Linked DNA regions of Gossypium hirsutum: region 1 is linked to region 2. Evidence: chromatin contacts called from public Hi-C data. All regions are on one chromosome and are shown on one strand. The core of a region is the stretch at or near the end of the contact, and the rest is flanking DNA. Distances in the headings are between cores, read along the strand shown.

The links. Hi-C and Micro-C count contacts between places; a contact is called where the count stands out from the background.
Region 1: a contact with region 2 is called in a Hi-C map of leaf, with 1.7 times the contacts expected there. The contact joins the promoter of LOC107914784 here to the promoter of LOC107914739 in region 2. A contact is called at or near these places in 4 of 34 Hi-C or Micro-C datasets (callus and leaf).

The regions. Positions count from the first base shown.
Region 1 is chrD10:27,125,358-27,130,392 of Gossypium_hirsutum_v2.1, reverse strand. LOC107914784 (Werner Syndrome-like exonuclease) reads left to right here and starts at 3,400. Exons shown (of 6, transcript XM_016843811.2): 1 at 3,400-3,778; 2 at 3,862-4,041. The coding sequence starts at 3,541.
Region 2 is chrD10:26,811,023-26,816,716 of Gossypium_hirsutum_v2.1, reverse strand. It overlaps LOC107914739 (serine/arginine repetitive matrix protein 2), which reads right to left and starts at 2,321. Exons shown (of 6, transcript XM_016843751.2): 1 at 1,457-2,321; 2 at 553-993; 3 at 1-443. The coding sequence starts at 1,988.

The sequences.
Region 1 (5,035 bases), core at 2,151-4,650, 310 kb before region 2:
TTCTTCAAAATTCTTTAATATAACACTTTTAAATACCCATGAACACCTCAAATTCATCATCTAATAACTAAAATCATATGAAATCATCAATTGTAACTTCCAAAATTTTCAATAAAATCAAAAACTAAGGTAAATGTTAATTGGACCTAATTGTAACAATCACAAAAACATAAAAATTTTAAGAAACGGGTCAGGATTTGACTTACATGAAGAAAAATTGAAAAACCAACTTAAAAACCTCTTCAATGATTGTTTTTAGAACTGAAAATGATGAAGAAATATCTAGAATTCTTTAATTTTCATTTATTTTTTTAAATTTGACAAAATTTCTAATTTTGCCCTTATTTCACACTATTTTTGTCATCTTTTTAAGCCCATGCCGCCCCAGCTAAATACTTTTGACATATTTATGCCTAAAGTCCTTCCTTATTTACCATTTGGACTACTTAATCACTATTTCTTTTAATTAACAAGTTTTGCACCTTTTTCAATCTAGTCCTTTTTAACAAATTAGACATGTAATCGATGAAATTTCTTAACGAAATTTTCATACAACATTCCAATCATACCATAGGCTATAAAATAATATTAAAATAAATTTTCCTCCAACCTCGAATTTGTGGTCCCAAAACTACTGTTCTGATGTCATTGAAAATAGGCTGTTACAATTAATGTGAAGTCTATAATGTCACTAAGTCAGTAAACATAATTTCCAAATAACAATATGTAGATATGCCAAAATCTTCAAATGCCCAAAAATCTATTAATAGCAAACTTTGAGAGTGGATCTTATTTTCCAGGTATACAACAGGTACATAACCAATTACTTTTCATTCATAAGTTTTCTCTCTTGTAAGTTCTTATAAGTAATATTTTACCATGTAATTTTAATTGAGAACTTATTCTGAATACTGTAGAGTTATACTCACAGTTTTAAAAAAATTGCAACTTTAAGTGCATCCAACCATAATAATCTTTAGATAGAATTATCATATTCTGTTGTTCATAAGTAATTTTTCACAGTAAAATATTTTGCTTTCAATCCTTTAATGGGGATGATGACAAAAGAATATCACAAATATTATAAAATAAATATAAATTAATAACCCAATCTAGTTTTTATTCATATGAAATATAATATTTTTCTCATTCACAATCTCAATATGAGATCCATTACAGATATCTTTTTAAAAGTAATGCATTAAATCACAACTTTTTTGCTTTTTAGATATTGATATATTAGCTTTTCTAGAGCTTTCAACTAATGTTGTACTATCAAATATTGAAATAATATTTGGTTGTTTTAGTACCAAATAAGATAAATATTTTCTATCTATAATGATAAAATTCATTACTACATTTTCATATCATTTCTCAAATAATATTAATAGAAATAAAATATTTGGGCATATGCCACATATGTGGCCAATAATATTTCATATCACATTGATAACATAAGTTATCTTTACCCTTTGAAGAGTTATCTTGAGAACTCTCATTGTTCTCTTATTTATTACTATGTTTCCACTTTTAGTGGTCTATACTTATATCTTTTATTTTCTTTATGTTTACATTCACTTCGGGGAATGTAACAAATCTAGTAGGATGGACTTATAAACATCCCAATAGATTCTTTTTTTCATAATCACTATCGTAAACATGCGTGAGATTTCAAATCAAAATCTATCTATTCATGTTGTCATGATTATTTTCCAACTATAATAAACATAACATAATAAATAAAACATAGTAAAATATACCTGAAGATCTTTAACATCATTGTCATCACCTTGACTATAATCACGAGCACTATTACAATTAGTAAAACAACTTTGTTTTCGTAGTAACATTTATAATCTAATTGTAAAAATCATATAATAAACAATCAAAATTTTCGTGTACGATGCTTGAAAATTATCCGATACACATTGTACCAAATTTCAATATCACATATATATTATAAAATATTATGTTGCTCTAATTAAATATTTATAAATTCAATTTAAAAGATATCATACAGTCATTCAACATTAGCAAATTAATAAGACTAAATAAATCCTATCAAATTTCCCTTTAATCAACAATGGTAGGTTAATAACACTTTCCACCATAATTAAATTTCAAGAATATTTAATAACAAGAATTTAATAATCAAAACATCTAAATATAATGCATAATATAACTTAATTAAAAAAACACTTCAAAAAGAGTTATTTACCAAAAATTAATAATAGAGAAAACATACCATATTAATAACAAACATATATAATTAACAATTATGTCTTTTACATAAAAAAAATAACCTAGAAAGGCAAAAATCAAATACTATCAGAATGTAAAATTTATGTCAAATAAAAATTAATAGTAGTCATACCTTAATTAAAAAAAAACATATGGTCGAAATATAAAAGTTTCTTACCAAATCTATACTTTACCCATGCTTGTACAATAAACCAAAGATCAGGAATAAAAACCATAATCCATTCTGAGATTGAATCTTTCAACATCCCGAAGATGAATTTGTAAGGGTGAAAGTTTAATGTTGGATGACTTCGAAAGATTTTGAAAAAATATAGAGAATCATTGTGCTGATAACGTATTATAAACTAAAGAGAGATGGAGAGAATAAAGAACAAAGAAAATATGAAAGCAACAGAGAATGTACTTTATTAATCAAAAGGATGATTACAATGCTTCATCAGAATCTTCATTTATAGACATAAGAAGTATAAAAAAAGTAGAGATCTAATTCTAAAAACTATTAAAATTTAAAGCATATCAAAACTTTATCTTAATCATAATGGACATCCACTTAATAAGATATTTATAACAATGTTTAAATTTTAATATAAATTAGAATTAAAATTTGGTAGAAGATCGGTTAAGCAGAATTAGGAGTTTGTAAAAATATTTTTTATATTAAAATATAAAAAAATCTCTAATTCTTAGGTTATTTTCCATGTTATAACTCTATTTATATAAATAAAATTAGAAATACTAAATGTTTATTTATTAAAATATTTATATATTTTATTTAAATTTTAATGCTGGGAACAACATATGGCATAAGATATTCTGTTAAGTAGAATTAAGAGTGTGTAAAAGTTTTTCCAAATTAAATTTTAATTATATTAAATATTTTTATATTCAGAAGATAAAATTAATATCTACTTTCATGTTATAACTCAATTTTATGTAATTAAAATGATCACTATTATTTTTCATAGAACTATTATATTATATTATTTAAAAAAAGATAATATATTAAATAAATTTTGTAATTTAGATTTAGTATTTATGTTTTCAAAATTTAATTTTTTTAGAGAAATTTTGGAGAAACAAAAAGTTCGTCAGGATTTTTATTTAGAATATTAATATAGAAAGTATTTTGTGCGAATTGGACTGGGATGGGCTCAAGTCCTGGCAAAAACTTTTCCAAATCGGCCCATCGACTACTCTACCAGACGCCATTAACAAAATTTGAACGTTAAGCTCTCTTTCCCTCTAATTCCGCCCCTCACTTCCATTTCAGATATAGAAATGGAATTCAAAGAAAACAATAGTTTCAGTTTGGATTGGGACGACCGTTTCACTGAAGACGTGATCCGACTAATGGATGCCATTGAAGCCACTCCTCCTCCTCCTCCTCCTTCATCTTCTAGCAAGAAACGCAAGTCCGCCGTCCATCATCAAGATAACCTCAAAACCGGCCGCCAATTGCCTCATTCTATTCTCTCACCCCCGCGTTCTTTTCCGTCTTCCTTCGCTCGTTGTCAATGTATTTCCTATCCCTTACTTTACCCATTTTTTAATTAAAATAAATGAACTAATAGTAAACCCTTTGATTTTTCTGATTGGCAGCTAATACAAGGCTTAGATATCCGCCGTTGAGATTTGGAGGTCATATTTTGTATAGCTTTACGGAAGATGAGGTAGAAAATGCTGCAATGGAGCTATTAAAAATTGTTGAAATTAAGAAGAAAGAAATGGGTCAAGTTGCTTTAGGGTTTGATATTGAGTGGAAGCCCTCTTTCCAAAAAGGTTTGCTTCCTTTACCCTCCTTGTATTGTTACATTCATTTCATATAATCCTTTCTGTTTGTTTCCTAAGAAAAAAAAGTGTGAAAACAAATAAATGTGAAAATTTCTTAAGTTAATATGAAACCTCCCTAAGGTATCTTTGATCATTATTTTAAAGAATTGAGACTTAAAGTTGGAATTTTTTTCAAATTGCATGATTTCTAGATGGAGTACTTATGCTAGAATTGGCATTGTGTTTTTTTTTTGTAGTTTTAATTTTTTTTTTGATGTTTAGCGGTTCTGATATGCCACATTTTGAAACAAAATATATATCTCTTGTGTTTGGTGTTGTCCTCTTCCTTTCTTCCATAAAGCAGCATTGCTATAATTTCTTTTAAAGCAGAAACTAAGCACTCTTTACCTATATTACTTGGCCTTAGGTGTGAGTGCCGGATATGGGTAAGTTCCCAACACAGATATATTCAATTTTTTCCTATGTTTTTAATGTATTTGGAGATCCTCGAATGGTCATATCCCATACTCCTGTCCAAATATGCGTTGGATACAGGTACTTTAGTAAAATAAAGAGTCAAAGCAATATAGCTCTTTAATCCATGTTTCATGAGTTGCTGTTGCCATTACCGATCATTTCCTTTTAATTGAAATACTCTTAACTGTGATAACCTAAATGGTTGTATGCTTGCAAACCGTTATTTATATTCATGTTTTTCCCTTATCTTGTCTACTTTCTGGTAGAAGTGGTCTATTTAGATCATTCTCAGATTGCATTTAGTATAGCATTGAAACATGCACATATTGAATTTGTACTAGTACACAGAATTCATGGCTAAATATACTGATTTGGTTGACCACCTCTACTAACATATCACTTGTCTATCTGGTTTCTGTATTGCCCTCTTGAACTTTCATGAAAAGTATTATCTGTTTGGTACCATAGACATTGGCTTGTGTGGACTCTGGTATTGATATCCAACACTTGTATGTGTCTGCATGCT
Region 2 (5,694 bases), core at 1,072-3,571:
AGCTCTTGCCGCAGCTAACTCTGTTGCAGACTTCATGCTTGCGGCTCGATTAGCTGCCTGCTGAGCAGTCAAGGTTTGTTGCATAAGCAAAGCCTGTTGGAATTGCATCTGTTGCATGGCAACAGCTTGCTGCATCATCATAGGCAGAGACGATGATGTCAATGATGAAATAGCTGGTTTCTGAGGAAGCGTTTTAGCCATCTCCACATTTAATGGTCGACCACCAATATCCATATTGTTCAATGCCAAAGCGGCCATTGCTTCCTCAGGTTTTGAGTATTCTATATAAGCAAAATGTTTTGAATCAGTGATTGTACACTCGACAACAGAACCACAGAAGCTAAAAAGCTGTTTCAACTGCTCAGCTGTGAGAAGTGGGCTAAGATTGCTAACTTGTAGGGTTTTCTTCAATGCATCAGCCTTCCCAGCTTTGTCAGGAGAATCTGACACGCAGCAGACAACCATTAGCTTGAGCCCAACAAAATAAATAGAACTTGGGAAATAAATTAACAAAGAAACAGACAGTTCAAAATAAGATAGTGCAAAAAGTACCAGATGAATCTTTAATTGACTGAGCTTGTGCTTGCACCTGAGCTGAATGAGCTTGAAGGGCCTGAGCAGCAACAATAGTCTGAGCTGCAGCCATTGCAGCCGCTGAAGGTGCCATAGGTACCTGACTAAGAGTTCCCATGCTGGTTGTTGCAGCCAAAGCAGTCATCAGCAAATTGTGAGGAGGATGGTTCAATTTGCAATCAGTTTTAGGACAATGGCCATTGAGGTATTCTCGACAAACTTCCCCAAGAGATGCCCCCATTCCTGGCAATATAGCACCACCTGAAGCACCAGAAACAATGCCTGGGATCATTCCCAACAAGCCAGGGAAAGCTCCAGAAACAGAACCTGTATAGTTTGGCATGTTGGGCATGGTTTGGTTTACTAGATTTGGATATGTGGATGCAGGAGCCACCCCTAGTAGTCCTCCGGTAGACGTACCTGCATAACAAAAATTCAACATCTATGCCCTGAGCACTACAGACTGCAACCAAGAACCACGCTTACAAGTGAAGCCAAAAGTAAGAACAGAGACTCAACAACAATTTTATATGGACAGTGAGTGCAAAGTAATGAGAAGGTGAATATCATTGGGAACTTTTCAAATTCCTAATCGTGAGCCTTCTTCACCTAGAATAACAAAACTAATATACAAAAGACTGCATTTCATATTAGAAGCAAAAAATACTCCAAAGGTTTGAATATTAAAAGATCCACGTATTATATAGACAATAAAATAGGGACAAGAAACATGCAAAGTCATGCATGGCAAGGTTTGAATATTAAAAGATCCACGTATTATATAGACAATCAAATAGGGACAAGAAACATGCAAAGTCATGCATGGCAAGTGACAGCTAAACATGCAGTTAAAACCGAATAAACATAGTTTCAACGATGTTACCTGCACTGAAGAACACCGGGAATGGGCTACCCATGATGGGTTTCCCATTGCATTCAATGTTTACCATATAGTTCCCTCTCTTAGGCACCACATAAGTTACAGAGTAAGTCCCATCTCCCATATCCTTCACAATGCCATCCTGTTCTGAGCCCCCAACACCCACACCTGGAGAAACCCTCACCTTAATCTGCGCACCCCCACTCTGTACTTTCCTTTCATCTGCATCTCTCGTTACCACCATAAACGTGGAGGCAGCACAGGCAGTGCCACCCGCTATTCCTGGCCCCGCTGCCATGCCATTAACGGGATCCACGGGACCAATTGGCTTGTTCACCAAGTCACCGGTGTCCTCGGATTCACTATCCGATGAAGCAGCCACCACATCCTTGTTACGGTTCTTATCAACATCCTTGAATGTGGCTTCGAAAGCTGCTTTAGCAGCAGCAGCTTTTTCAGCCTCAGTTTTTTGCTTGGCTTCCTCGGCTTGTTTCATCCATATAGGCTTTGAAGCGGCCGTGTTTCTATCCGCCATCAATTCAAAAACACCTAAATTGCTAGAACAATCGAATAAGCAATAATGCAAATGTCAACAACAAATAAAACAACATATTTGAGGAAAAAATCCATCAAATGTACGCCTGTAAACCTAGCTGAAATTTCAGAACTAGAATACTATTAAAGTCCCAATTTACTAATGCAAATGAATCAAAACCTAACCAATTAGCCACGCAAAACCTCAAAATCAAAGCTAAATATTTTTTATTTGTTTTAGAAAAAGGAAAAGTAGGTTTGATATAACGCTTTTTCGATTTGACTGTTCATAACTTCTGGGGTCCGTTAGACTTTGTTTGGTTACCAGGAAATGGAAAGAATTTTCTTAAAAAGGAAAAACAAAAAATAGAAACGCCTAACCGGGTAATTTTGTTTGTATCAGAACTGAAACCAGGCCATGTGGGGCCGAGTTCAGGCCGGGTCCGGTTGATGCCAAAATTTTAAATTCATTTACTAGGTTGGGATTCAAGCAATAAAATAGGTTTAAAGTTTTGTCCGTCTAGATAAAAAATGTTAAATCTAAACTCAACCCATCTGTATTAATTTTTTTTCTATATGAAATAAATTTAAAATATATAATACATCAAATATATTAAAAACATTAAATAATGTTAAGATAGTTACAACTTAACAATCAAATACCTCTAAAATAGTAGCAAAATTAATAATAAAATAATAGTTATATAATATCCAAACAATAAAAAGAAAATAATAGCAGTATAATAGCAAAATGACAGCAAAACAACAACAAAATGATAGTAAAACAAAAGCAAAAAAAAATTAAGCAGATTCGAGCCGGGTCAAGCCAAGTCTGGACCAAAAATCTTACTTAAGGCTCGCCCCGTTTAGAAAACATGCCTTATTTTTTATCCAAACTCATTTTTTAAACATATATTTTTACTCACTTTTCGAGCGAGTGATCTAACCCATGATCAGGTCCTACTATATAATGTTCCAAGTTCAAGTCTCACTATATATTAAAGATTGAAAATCATAATATTCTAAGTTCAAGTCTCACTATACGTTGTATTTTATTGGTTTTAATATCTTTTAAAAACATGTCATAATTATATATTTTATAAATAATGTTTTCTAGTCATTTCCCAAATCAATTAAGAAAATATCTAAAAGCCCTTTTTTTAGAAAGTTACTAATTTTTAATGTTTACGTGTTTAATTTTTAATTAATTTTTTATATTATATTTAATTTCTATAATTAGTGTAAATTAATATTCATTATTCGAATGATTAAATATAATTGAAATATATTAACTCAAATATTATTATAATAAAAAGTCAAATCATAATTAATGCATGGTTAACATATTCAATATATGATATAATTTAACTTCTTAAAATTAATATAAGCAGCATTCCTCCAAATAATAACTAATTAACATAATTAATTTATATTAATTATTTTGATAATTCAAATATAGTGCTAATAAAAATTTAATATTCTATAAATTAAAAGCTACACTATTTATAAATAACATAAATATATTATTTAAGTTATATTATAAAACTATATTATTTATAAAATTGTATATATGAAATATATAATTATTTATTATAACATAATGTAATTTTTTTTCTTTTATATATGAAAAATATAGAATGCCACTCGATGTTTTGATTTTTCTACATGATGATGTTAAGCGAAAAGCTAGAATAAGAAAACAATCTAAATATAAAATAATTTAATATAAAATTTGAATTTTTATTTCGTATTATAGAAATTTATTTAATAAAAATATTTTAATAATCTTTACACAATTGATGAAAATAAAATAGTATAAATAATAAGATATTGCTTATTGATTAAATTGAATAGTTTAAATTAAGTTTAATGACAAATTTGGTCACTAATGTTTATATGTTTTTCCAAAATGGTCCTAATTGCATTTTTGAGCATTTTTTTCCATAAACCTTTTTTTCGAATTGTTTTTTTTAACAGATTTGACTGATAAAATGCATCTTGTCCCAAGAATGTCAGTGGCTTTTGCGCTATTTTCCTAGAGAACAAAATCAGGTTGCTGACTATTTAACGAAGTTGGCTCTGGTGTTGCAAGTTTTTTATTCTCCCCCAACTTTCATTGAATCCGACAAGATAAGGGGTTTTACTCACCCCCAGAATAACGCTATGTAATTTAGAATTGTAATTATTTATTTCACCTAAAAAAAGTTAAATGTAAAATTTCATATGTGAAATATTTTAATGAGATGTAATTTATTACTTAAGTAACTCAATAAGATAATTATATGTGAAAATAATAAAATAAATAAATCATACATGAAATTAAAAAATAACTCTTAATTTAAATAAATAAAAGTAATTATTTAAAAAAATCAAAATGATGCATACGTTTATTTACTGAGAGATTTCAGAAAGATAATTAATAAATCAAATCGAAAATATTGAATCTGTGTATTCATTTTGAAACTCTTTTTTAGATAATTACGTTTATTTTCTTTAAATTAAGAGTTATTTTCTTAACTTCATGAATTATTTATTTATTTTATTATTTTCCACATATAATTATTTTATTGGACTATCTAAGCAATTAATTACATCTCATTAAAAATATTCCACATGTGAAATTCCACATCATCCCATTAACATTTTTAACCTTACTTTCATCAAATCTGTTAAAAAAAAGCAATATGAAAAAAAGAATAAAGGTTGATGGCTAAAAAAGGCTCAAAAATACAATTAGAGTCATTTTGACAAAAACATGTAAACAGCCAAATTTATCATTAATCCTTTAAATTATAATGAAAGTGTAATTAAAGATATATTACTTTAACATTTATTATGAGTTTGAATAAAGATGAAAGAAGAACTCTATCTTAAAATTTTATGTAAATATCAAATTTCAAAAATTAAAAATTATTTTGAGAATTGAGATTAGAATTTGATTTAATTTGTATATGCATAATAATAATTGATAAAATTAATTATGGTTTTAATGTATTAAAATTACACAATTATATTTTTATTATTTAATAAAACATTTATATTTTAATGTATTACTGTTAAAATATTAATTTCATTTTTTAAATTTTAATATTAAAAACTATTTAAGCATTTTACATTTTATTTTTCTGATTTAAAACTAACTAATAATATTATTAATTAAAAATTAAATTCAAAGTATATAAAATAAAATCAAATTAAACTTTACGAATCATAACATAATTTTTAATTTTTCAATAGTTTATTTTCCTACGTGAAACAATTATTGAGATTACTAATATAATTATAAATTTAAAAAATTAACAATATAATAAATTAAAGATAAGTTAAAATATAATATAATTTAAAAATAAATACTAATAATATTACAAATATGTTTAAATTTTCTATATTAATCTTCTGCTTCAATTCATTATTCTTATCATCATCTTCTATATTGATCTTCCTCTTCAATTTATCATCATCATCTTTGATTAATGTTGAACTTTTGATGCAATTAATTACTTTGAAATTACAAATTACTTAAAAATAATAATAAATTGAAGATTCGTATAAAAATATAATTCTAATTCTAATTAAAAATTAGAATAAAGTAAAATTAAAATTAATGATAACATACAATTAGAAAGTGAAGTTTTCATGTTAGACAATGATAGAGAAAAAGAATAAAGATGAGTTTTTTTAAAAAAATTAGTATGATAATTATAATA